Regions from separate parts of the Cyprinus carpio genome. Here region 1 is linked to region 2. The links are chromatin contacts, called in public Hi-C maps. All regions are on one chromosome and are shown on one strand. Each heading gives the region's core, a stretch centred on a gene start, on an enhancer-like site or on the middle of the called end of the contact. The rest is flanking DNA. Distances are from core to core; before and after follow the strand shown. Region 1 holds the start of her8a (hairy-related 8a). Region 2 holds the start of nat16l (N-acetyltransferase 16, like).

Region 1 (5,890 bases), core at 672-3,171, 150 kb after region 2:
CTGGGCTGCATTCATTCACCAGGGTCTCCACATAGAGGGATCAGCTCCTGGAAAGAAAGGGGGAAGGGCCGATCGTGCTGGAGTCTGAGGGGAAGGAGACCTGGGGGGAGAGGACTGTTCGCTTGGTCTCTCTCTATTCGGTGGGACTCTGGGAGAGTGAGTGGGGCTGGAGGGTGGGGAAGGAGTTGGAGGGGTGTGCAGGTGGAGAGGATGGGGATGTAAGGAGGGCAGGTTTAGAGGGGATTGGGTAGGGGATAGGGGAAGAGGGCCAGGGGTGCCAACAGATCTTGTGCCGCCGGCCTCAGTGCTGATATGTGGAAGAGATTTCAGCAAGTGGTTTAGCAAACGAGCACCCAGAGTCTTGTCCATCCCAGGGCAACTCAGGAGCAGGTTGTGCACCTCATGCATGCATTGAATATAGCCACTACTGTATCTTTGTCGAGACTCAAACCCAGTGCCTGGACTGATGCTACCGCCTGGAAATAAAATATAATTTAACCATGGGAGTGATTTGACCTCATGTAAACAATCATGAAATTACCTTTAAAGACCAGTAGGGTTTGTTTTGTAGTTTTGAAACAATATTAACCTCAAATACGTGTGAAAAAAGGTAAGATATGGTTTTAGCATAATCTAACCTGAACCTCTTTGAAGGTTTTCCATGTGCTGAACTGTTATCTCAAGAACATCCGCCTTCTCCAATTTAGATTGCTGTGTGGAAAGTGAAAGAAAAAAATGCAATATAAAATTATTTTTAAATTATTATTTATTTTAATACAAAATAATAAAATAATTCAAATCAATTTATTAGTTAAATTATATGTATATATATATATATATATATATATATATATATATATATATATATATATATATATATATATATATATATATATATATATAAATTATTTATTGCTTATCTGGGTCACTTACATCCAAGTTGTAGGCATCCACCATAATACCCTTTAGCTGCTCAAGGCTTGAGTTTATCCTCTCTCTGCGTTTCTTCTCTATCAAGGGTTTCCGCAGCTAAAATGATAAATAAGACAGTTTTAGGGTGTATGAAATATTCATTAGACATCCTCAAGTGATTCATTCAGCACAAATTGGACAACACAAGACACACAACACATGTGCCAGTTCTGTAAGGTGTATGTCTGAAGTGTGAAATATTAATTGGACATCCCAAATTATTATTTGCATGTGAGTATTCAACATAACTAGGCCTATACCTGAGATTTGAGCATTGAATTAGGAAAAAAAACATACTAATTAAAATTTATTTTCACTCATAAGGTACTTATAAAAATCTAAAACTAAGATAGCCTACTATATATACTGTGGAAACAATAGTGAGATTAGCAAAACAGTTATTTGTTATATTAAACAGAGCCGCTTTATTTATTATTATTATTTTTTAGATGTTGTCAATAAAAGATACTCACACAAATAGCAGTCCGGAACAAGTTCATAGAGGTTTTAAAGCTGCTCTGTACGTTTCACTAAAATCTGCTCCATTTCATCCTACGTTCTTATATTTGTATCGCTTTCTACATGTATCCCGCATTGAACAAGTACATTAATATTTTTGCCATAGTTGCATACATGAAAACAACACAAAATAACTATAATGTCACTACCTTTCGCTCATCTTTTGCGTTGAAATTCTTCTCCGAACCATTGTCGATATTAGAAGCCGTCATTTTTCTGCAGATCTGGGTATAGAAACCTTTCGCTTTGCCACGACTATTTACGAAACTAGAGTTTGCGGTGGCGTATAGTCTTGATAAATCTAGAAACTAAACAGGCTCACTTAACCTCGTTTAACATGTACTCACGCTCCCCCTCAAACCTCCACCAACTGAAATTACCATGACAATGCATGGGTGCTTTTTGCTGCGCAGTTTCCCACAGTCTCGGGGTTGGCCTATTAAATACCAAGAATCCCACGTTCCACGCATAGTGCTGGTGCACTGAGATGAAGCAAGAGTTCAGAAGTTTGTTCAAAAGTTATTCACTCCCAGTAATAGTTTTACGGAACTGACTCTGAAAAATGAAAGTGGCTCTCACTTTAGCGACTTTTAACACCAAAGTGAAAAGTGATTTTACCACGAAAAGGATGCAGCTGTGGATTTCATTGTCCCGTTTAATTCTGTTTTTACACCTGATATAGTGCATATAGATTATGGCATTAAATGAACTGGGATGCTGAATTTTTTATTTTATTATTATTATTATTATTATTATTATTATTATTATTATTATTATTATTATTATTATTATTTGTACTACTGAATGCCAGGTGCGATGTTTTCATAATTTGTTATTATTATTATTATTGTTGTTTTTTGTACTCCGACAAAGACAGAGGATGGTAAAGGTTGGAGGATGGTAGAGGGCAACAATAGCAAAGAAATCTTAGTTTTTAGTGTTTTCACAGTAGGAGAACTACTATTGTCTCTTAGTTTCCCACCCCTTCCTCCACAGCGCGCGACCCTTCCCCTTTACCCCCTTCACTGTTGTTCTTTTCACCTACGGGACGGGCATACTCCACTGAAACACGCCAAGATCTCTCTTTCTGCTGTTGTCGGGCAATAATGACCCACAGTCAACGGAATAATAGACAGGGTGCCAAATCCCTAATGGCCATCTTAAACTCTTCAGCAACCCAGAAAAACACATCCCATCGGGTTTTCCAAATAATGGCTTATGAAGGAGAGTTGAATAAATAGAATAGAATAGAATAGAATAGAATAGAATAGAATAGAATAGAATAGAATAGAATAGAATAGAATCAATAGTTGTGGTCTTGTGTTTACAGTATCTATTTATGGGTGAATCGAGATTCATTTATAGACAAATTATGTGATATTATAAGTATTAAATATATACTACAATAAATAAGAGCCGTTGCAATTAAACCAAAATCATATAGGCTATCGTGATTATGATATGTCTGACAATGAATTGATCATTTACAATGCATACGACAGACAAATATGTTCCATTTCCCAAGTGTTCAAGTAAAATATTTGATTTAACCTACCACTAGGGGGCGCTCAATTTACAACAATGACATTGGAGCTCAAACTCCAGAACTTCTGCCGGCCTTTCTGTCATGTAGGAATAAGGCAGTGGTTTTCACAATGACTCTATTTTTTCTTTTTAAATTGACGCGACTCATATATACAACCATTTACATGCATCAAGTAAATCATATACGTGACCCTGGACCACAAAACCAGTCATAAGGGTGAATTGATCGAAATTGAGATTTATACATCATGAATAAATAAGCTTTCCATTGATATATGCTTTGTTAGGATTGGCCAAGATTTGGCCGAGATAAACCTATTTGAAAATCTGGAATCTGAGGGTGGAAATAAATCAATGAGAAAATCGCCTTTAAAGTTATAATGTTATAAGACACTTACTTTTGCGTTGCTTCATGCATACTTTCACTCAACTTTCCTTGTCTTTTTAATTTGAGTTATATTCATAAAGCAATAATTTCTGTACTTGTCATAGTAACATTTAATGAATGTAACTAATATTTATGTGATTTACAATGTAATTTTTGAGTATACTTTTAAACAGTAAAAATAAAATAGTTACTAAAAAGATAACATGTTATTTGTTAACCTGCATGACATGTTACTATTAACCCACATCAGAGAGCTGTGAACATTATAATGTGTTGTTAAATTATTGAAATATTAACATCAATTAATCTCAGAGGATATTAATCTCGGGAGAAGTCAGGAGAACAGAGTTTGGCTGACAAAAACATTTGGGTTTCATTGTATGTAATAGTTGTAAAATGTGCAAAACAATTTTGAATATGTTCAAATGTTAAACATTATTAAAAATTTGGGATGTTTTCACACACCATTCTTAAACATATGACATGATGAGGTTGTTTTTCAGTGCAACATATAGTCAAAGAACAGACACAATGTATGCTTATATATGATATGTATAATTAGTAGTTCTTTCTCAGATTCTATAAACTGTTAAGCACTGTATTTGACTGTTAACTAAATACAATAAAGAAAAATGTGATATGCTATGCTAATATGACATACTTTGTAAATCCATTTTAAAGAGACGATTAATTTAAATATAAAAAAATAACTCACTCTCTTGTTGTTTCGATGTTTTATGATTACTTCTTTTGTAGAAGATACTTTAAAAAATGTCATTTTTTATTTTTTTATTTATGTATTTTTTGCTCATACTGGTTTCAAATGGGTCATTTTTGGGTGAATTTCTACATTTAATATATTATAATCAATTAGTACTTGGAGATTGGTGATTTCCAAACAGGCTTATGTGGAAAGAATTTGATGTTTAAAAAAAAAAACTATAAAATAAAATATAATAATAATAGTAATAGGAGAAAATATGTGACAGAAGTAAATGTGCATTTAGTGTGACTTTAATTATATTACCTGATATTTAGAATAATTAAAAAGAAGATACTGATGGGGCTGTGGAGGCTGGTAAAAACTGTTTGTTTAAAAAAAAAAAAAAAATTGAAGAAAGAATGACAGGATGCTCACATAAATTTTATTAGGCCACAGATACATTTATAGTGGTTTGTTTCAGGCTGTATACAAGCTGTACTAGTCTCCAATGACAACTAGGTAGGCTAATCAGAATAATGATTAATAATGTGTCACATACTTCAGTTCATCACATTGTCACAAAGTACCTTTATAATCAATGAACCTCTTATTACATTGTGTTACAGTGAGAGGATTCACCAGCATGCAGGAAAAAAAAATGCATCATTTAGAGACGAGACATCACAATGTCCAATTACACGTGTTCAAGAAATCGAGTATGTCTGTGATTGGCTACTAATCACGTTTTAAATTAAATCTTCTGGCGCTTTACAGAGCACAAACACAAATGCACACTGAAGCCTTTACCAAGTCTGATTGGCCAATATCCTGTTATTACTGTCTGAGGGTGCTTTTTGACTGCATGAGAAAATGGATGTGTCTGTCTCACACTGAATGCATGAGAGTTGGCAGCCCTGCTAACTATTAAGTTTACGTTTGCGGCTTCCTTCTTCACTGAGTCTTTAACTCTTACATACCAAACATTTTCCTTAAATCATCCTGGCAATCCATTTTTTTAAGTCTCTTGAGCAAGGGTCGGAAAACCAGTCTTCTAGAACAGTGATAGGTGACACAGGTTGAACGTGATAGCAAAAAATCCCTCCCTTTCGAACTTCCCTTGTGTCACTCTTCGAAGAAACCGCCCCTGCTAATATATGATAGTCACAGACTCTTGTTTTTTAGCTTCAGACTAGTTTCAAAATTTCAAACACCTTTGATCTGACTGAGCCGATTTTAGAACATACTGTTTATATTTGTCAGGCATCTCCTGGCAACAAGGCACAAGTTTCTGCCAGAACCATTGAAAAACAACGGCTTAGCAACACGTTAAAGTATTCTAATATTATAATTTAACAACAATAATTTATGCTTATTTATGCAATGAATTATTTGTCATCTTCACTAATGAAGATGAGGCTTCAAGCTTGTAAATGCAATGTTTTAGAGGAAAAAAGGGGACAAGAACATACAGTTTAAGCCGGGTGTTACAAAACGGGTTTCATTAGAGGAACATGTTTCACCATGTTCCATTTATTAAAATGTAGCCTATTAAAAAATAAAAAGTCATATGTTTTTATTTACCACTGCACTGTCTCCTGTTTGTTTCCCTTTGGCTTTAAAAAAGAAAACCACATGGACAGATAACAATAATATAAATTGCAAAAAGAGAACTAAACAAATATAGCCTACTTTGGTCTGTATTAGTAAGTTTTATTAAAATATTTACACAATTTCTGTTGGATTCTGCGCAAGTTAAACGGATG
Region 2 (5,901 bases), core at 2,445-4,944:
ATATTTTTTTCCCTTGTTCTTGTGTGTGTTTTTTAAGCTTATGTGGAGAGCATGGCTTTGCTTACAGTTTTGGCATATTCATTTTTAAATATCATATAATACACTACTTGCTTTATACTGTTAAACTTGAGGCGACAGCCATTTATGGGTAGAAAGATATGCTTGGTGGAAACTCCCACGTTCAAGCATCATTTCCTTTTTAGAGACATCAAAGATCTGACTGAGTTGGCAATAAAAGTAAAAAAAAAGAAAAAAAATAAGAAGATGAAGTAAATGCTCATTTAGATTAGCTGATGGTAAGACTTAAAGGTAGAGAGGTCTAGTGTGAAGTCACTATAACAACAGGATAAAAACAAAAGAAAAAACAACAGACAAAGCAGGAAACAGGCGTTACATAAAGCCTATGTTGATTTACCTCGACAACCATGAGCAGCAACTTTCTTTGCGCTCTTCTCATCCTTGCCTTCCTGGAATCAGGTAAGTGCATATTGTGTAAATTAACTAAAAACATTTTCATTTGTATATATTTAAAAAAGTGTATGGACAACCAAAAAGTCTGTGGTTATTAGTTTGAGCATACGACGCTAAATTTCATTTATGCATTCAGAAAAAGAATGGTTAAAGCCATGGAATGACAAAAAATATTCTATGGTAAATCAAGACATCATATATCTTGATCATTATAGCATGCATATACTCACACAAGCATTAGCAAACGCCTTCACGTGCACTGCTGACTGCTGTCTTACTAACTGCACTTTCACTGATAACATCTTACACAAACAAGTCATCGATCACTTGATTATCATATTTCTTAGTATTGTACCTTAGTATTATCATATTATATAGTATTATACATTTTCATTAATGGGTTGCTTTTATAGCATATTTCATTTTTTATATTGTGATTCACTTTTAGATTTCACATTGATTGATTCTGATTTGACATTTCAAAATTCTTTTTTTTTTTTGTCAAAGATTAACAAATGTAAACACACTGTACAAAAAAACTAGGATTTCTCCAAGTTGTAAATAAAATGTGTAAGTTTATTGTAGTATATTTGACAAAAAAATACTATTTCTTTTCTAATTCAGTTCCAATTCACTTACTTGCTGTTTCTTTGTAAATGTTTATTAGTAGCATTCTGAGACTGAGTGAAAATTGTTTCTTCACCTTATTTATTTTTACTGTAGAGCAAGTTTCTTTTTTCGCTTCTAAACACAGCTTGTGTGGTAGTTTCACCATACATGCGTCATTAGCTGCTCTCTCTAAAGCATTTTTGAGGGCAGTATATAAATTGCAGCAACCACTTCTGAAGCTAAATTGAAAACAAAAGCTTCCATAATAGCTTCAGATGTTTAAAGAAGGTAATGCATTATTGTTTTTAGTAGATAACAAGTTTATTATCATAAAGATTTACTGGTAATAACTTTTCTTCATCAGTAACAACACTAAACAAATTATAATGCAGTATTTTTAGTATTTTGTTTCAATGATCCATGTAATATCTCTGTGTGTTTTCATTTGTGTTATTTAACAGGCAAATCAAACAGTGGTGTATCTATTAGTCACAGTCGAGATGGAGATGGCCAGGCCATTACCTGTGTCCTCTCAGGAGACGAAAACATGACACAAATCAACTGGGAGATGCTAAGAGGCCCGAATCGCACGAAAGTGGGCACGTATCACCCACATTTTGGAATTTACATAATGAAAGAATATGAGACTAAAGTAAAGATGGAGGGCAAAAAATCTCCTTATCCATCATCATCCCTTCTCATTAAAGTAGCATCAAATGAGAGCGTGCTAATCTGTTGTGCGTTCATAACATTTCCTTCGGGTAAACTTGAGCAGTGTACTGATATTAGCAAGAAAGATGTCAGTGTCAACAAGTCTATTATGAAAGGTAAAGTGTACACATGTAGTCCTACACATACCTTGCAATTGCTTTGGGACTCTTGATTTTTTTTGTGTGATTTTTTTATTTCTTTAATTTTATATAGATTTTACATATGTGGAACCAGAACCAAGGCTGGGATTATTTGGAAATTTGGGTGCAATGATCATTGGAACTATTCTCTCCCTTTTTATCCTGACCATCCTTTTCTATTTATGCAGAAAAAACAGCTGTAGAAGGTAGGGGTCACGTCTTACAAATATTTACACAAAACAATAAAAGACTAATATTTTTATACTTATATATTTAAGAACAAAACAAAGCAAAACCTATATATTAAACACTTTAAAACGTATTTACAAAATCCAAGAGAAAAATCATGGGAAATTTGACCTTGCAGGAAGAAGTCTTTTAAAATACGAACATACTTGACAGACTCACCGGCTGAGGTAAGACATATCAGCTATAAAGAAGTTTAAATAAATGATACACTTTAAAAAAAAAATCTGATGAATAAATTAAATGTTACATTTATATGCTATATATTATAAACGCTAAATGTGACTATTCACAAAAACTTCAACACCAGTTACAGTTGAAAAGGTAAAAGGTACTGCAGAGTAAAAGTGTGAGAACTGCATTATAGTGAATTTTTAACTGGGCCATTTCCTTTCAGTCTCAAATGCACTTTATTATAGTCAGTGATTGCATTTAAGGTATCAGTTTCCTGTTATTTTCTTAAGAATGTGCGTGGTTGTGGTTAAAGTTTGAGCGCTGCTAATTCTCATGACCCTTGTATGTGGCAACATTATGATTTCTACAATATATATATATATATATATATATATACTGTTTTAACATATTTTAATAACAATAATAAAACCATTCTAAACAGTAAATCTCTCATTTTAGACATTTGCTGAAGAATCAGATGATGCACCAGCTTCTCAAAGTTCTGCAAATGGCTTTGACCCCTCAAAACTTTATGCCAAGATCAAAAAAGACCTTTTCTATGGCCGGCTGTGGAAGTCTTACCAAGGCCAACCCAAACCATGGACCCAAGGTACCATGACTGATCAAGGACACGTTTACCACCTGTTAGGACAGAGTCCCGTACCACAAAGAAATGTGGAGGGCAGCCCCTTGAGGCCAGAAACAACAGAAAATTCAGAAGAACATTTCAGTAGTTGTTAGAGTCCAGTCTTTCCAGTGTGATTGAGAGGAACCTTGTCATATTTGTGTAATGTAAAATAGCTTAAAGCAGACTTTAAAAGAAATTAATTAATATTTTTTTTGTTTTGTTCTTTAGTTTAAGGTAAATAAATGTTTCTAAAACTGAATAAACTTTCATGTGAGAATCTAACAGACATGCAAGTCTCAAGTCTTTTGTCATGAGTCAAGTCTTTCAAGGCCAAGTTGAAAATAATTTTGAACAATTTCTATAGCTATGCTGCAAGTCAATTCATTCATTATTGTTATGCTAAAACTAAAATTGCATGGTATAAATTTATTTGAATAGTTTCACTATCCTGGTTGGAAAGAGAGAAAGAAAAAAAATCACTAAACAAATGATCATTTTTCTTTTTGTAAATCTGTTGTACCTATCTTAGCATTTATGATCAGTGCTATTTACCGTATGCACTTCCGTTATCTAGCTCTTGTTCTGGTTTATTCTTAGTGCTTGCAGTTGTAGGTTTCCACAACATTTTAACCTGCGGGCATAAACTTTTTTTAGAGATTTTTTGTTTTTTAAATCGAGACCTATTAAACTAAACTGCAATGTCGCCTTATACCCGCTTGGTGGGGCTACGATACTGTTATTGAAAAGAAAAACACAGGAAATGGCTTCATTTCGTATCTCGAGAAGGCTAGTGTGTTTATCTCTTAAATTATTTTTTAATGCTCTCGAAACGTATGAAAGATCTTTGTGCCCACTATATAAAAATTCACTCTTATGTTTTGATGATTACTGACATACGGTTAAAGATGACATGCATTACTTGTTAGCTAAACAAAAGAAATGCCCAGATTGTTTAAAGGCTGGGACATGATTTTAAACAGTTTTACAAGCCTGCAAGAGTTTAAAGTCCATGCTCGGCCGAGGGGGGAAACTTGTCACATAACACATCGTCAAAATCACATGACTGTCGATACAAGTACGCCACGCGGTAAGTCCTGCAGACTGAAACACATTTCTTATCAAAACAGCACATTAATGAAGAAATCTTCTGCACCGTTTTTAGTTTATAAAGATATTTGAGGTTAACGTCGCTTGGAAACTTATTTTAGCCATGCTTATGATGCGTTTTTGAGAGTAGGATGTATGGACGTAATTGCATTTTAACAGTCCTTTAATAAGTGGTTAATGTGACAAGACCACATGATCAAAGCAAGACCAAATTGCTGCTTCTTAGTAGTAGACTGTCATCCAGACTAGAATTATATAAATAAGTTTTTGCTTAATGTTATCCACAGTAATATAATTAAATGGTTTTTAATTTTTAATATAATATGTATTTTATATTTTTAATATAATGTTGTTTTAATCTGTTTTTATTTGTTACTGGAACTAGACACACACACACGCACACAATATCTGTGTTTTACAACAGTAACAATGGCTTCACACTGTGTGGGTGAAAGTGATGGACTGACCTTCTGTCTGGCCAGACCAGAGGATTACGATGACGTGATGGCCATCTCACAAGACATATATGGTGGCAATGACTACCTTCCACATCGCTATCACTCCTGGATGACTGAGCCAGGAAGAGTGGTTATTATAGCACGGAGAGATAGGAAGCTGGTAAGAGATACAAAAGGAAAAAGATTTTAGTTTTAACCTCAGCCAAAAGCTGTGAGGAAATATTAATTCTCATTTTTAAATTGCACGATTGTTGCATTTATTTTTCAGTTCTATTTTGATTTTTGCAAGTAGACACACACTTTATCATTAACATATATTCTGTTATAAACTCAAAATAGGATGTCCAAGAAATTACATTAACATTTAACATACAGGTTTTATAATTAATGGACTATTCAAATCACTAACTGTTATGATAAGAAAAGGTTAATAGGTAAAATAAGTCATGATGTGTCTATCGAGAAATGCCAATCTTGCAGTTCTCAGAAAGACAACATTTTATCTTGTGGCTTAATTGAACCACATCTATGCGTGTGTTCTCTGTTGTGCACATAAATGATTGACTCATGACCCATATACTTGAATGCAGTATCTGACATTTATAACACTGGACAGTTTTGCTCTTCATATACTCAGTCTAGGGTGGTCAGACAAGGCCAGCAGCACCATTCTAATTGTTTGATTCTATCATCTCACTAGTATTATATTGTACTGTTACACCCTACTGAAGCTCTACTGGCTGCCCTAAAAGCTCCATTAAGCTACTAGGAGCACATTTTTGTAATTAGCATATTGAATATTAAGAAAAGCAGACCACTTTTACTCTTACTGTTAACTAACAGTACTTGAGTTTATAAGTAGTATATTAATATTTATAATCTCAAAGATTAAGGAAAATCGATTCCTCATGATTTGAAACATGAGGTAATGGTTTTAGTTAGTCCTGCAGCTTCCAGTACGAAAAACAGTGTTATGCTGCTTGATTTTGTAAACTGGTATTTGTTGTCATATTATTTAATGATCGCAATCATATAATCACACTGGTACTTTACCAGTTTTTTTCCAGTTATTTCAACCTTTGCAATAATTATTTCTGTGTGCCTTTAGGTGGCTTTGGAGTCAGGCCTGCTGGTTGATGGAGGTGAAACTGTTATAGTTGAGGGATTGAGAGTGTGTCCAAACGAAAGGGGTTGTGGTCTGGCTGGAGTGATCCAGAGATTTGTTGATGGCTACATAAAGAGGGTCTACCCTAATGTGAAGATCAAGCGCCTCACCAGAGGAGATGACCCAGGGCCTGAAAAACTGAGCAAGTTCACGCTTCTGGCCAGACGGGTGAGTTAAAACTGGAAAAGAGAG

Evidence for each region. Hi-C and Micro-C count contacts between places; a contact is called where the count stands out from the background.
Region 1: a Hi-C map of liver shows a contact between it and region 2, with 6 times the contacts expected there. The contact joins the promoter of her8a here to the promoter of nat16l in region 2. A contact is called at or near these places in 2 of 8 Hi-C or Micro-C datasets (liver and red blood cells).

What each region holds. Positions count from the first base shown.
Region 1 is chrB7:15,385,895-15,391,784 of ASM1834038v1, forward strand. It overlaps her8a (hairy-related 8a), which reads right to left and starts at 1,922. Exons shown (of 4, transcript XM_042727481.1): 1 at 1,641-1,922; 2 at 934-1,029; 3 at 639-711; 4 at 1-476. The coding sequence starts at 1,703. The coding sequence ends at 16. It overlaps LOC109046792 (lysophosphatidic acid receptor 6-like), which reads right to left. Exons shown (of 2, transcript XM_042727482.1): 2 at 4,563-5,890.
Region 2 is chrB7:15,238,030-15,243,930 of ASM1834038v1, forward strand. It overlaps nat16l (N-acetyltransferase 16, like), which reads left to right and starts at 3,695. Exons shown (of 4, transcript XM_019066945.2): 1 at 3,695-4,066; 2 at 4,472-4,704; 3 at 5,653-5,877. The coding sequence starts at 3,919. It overlaps LOC109049472, which reads left to right. Exons shown (of 5, transcript XM_042727472.1): 1 at 1-477; 2 at 1,542-1,907; 3 at 2,005-2,137; 4 at 2,299-2,347; 5 at 2,811-3,265. The coding sequence starts at 426. The coding sequence ends at 3,092.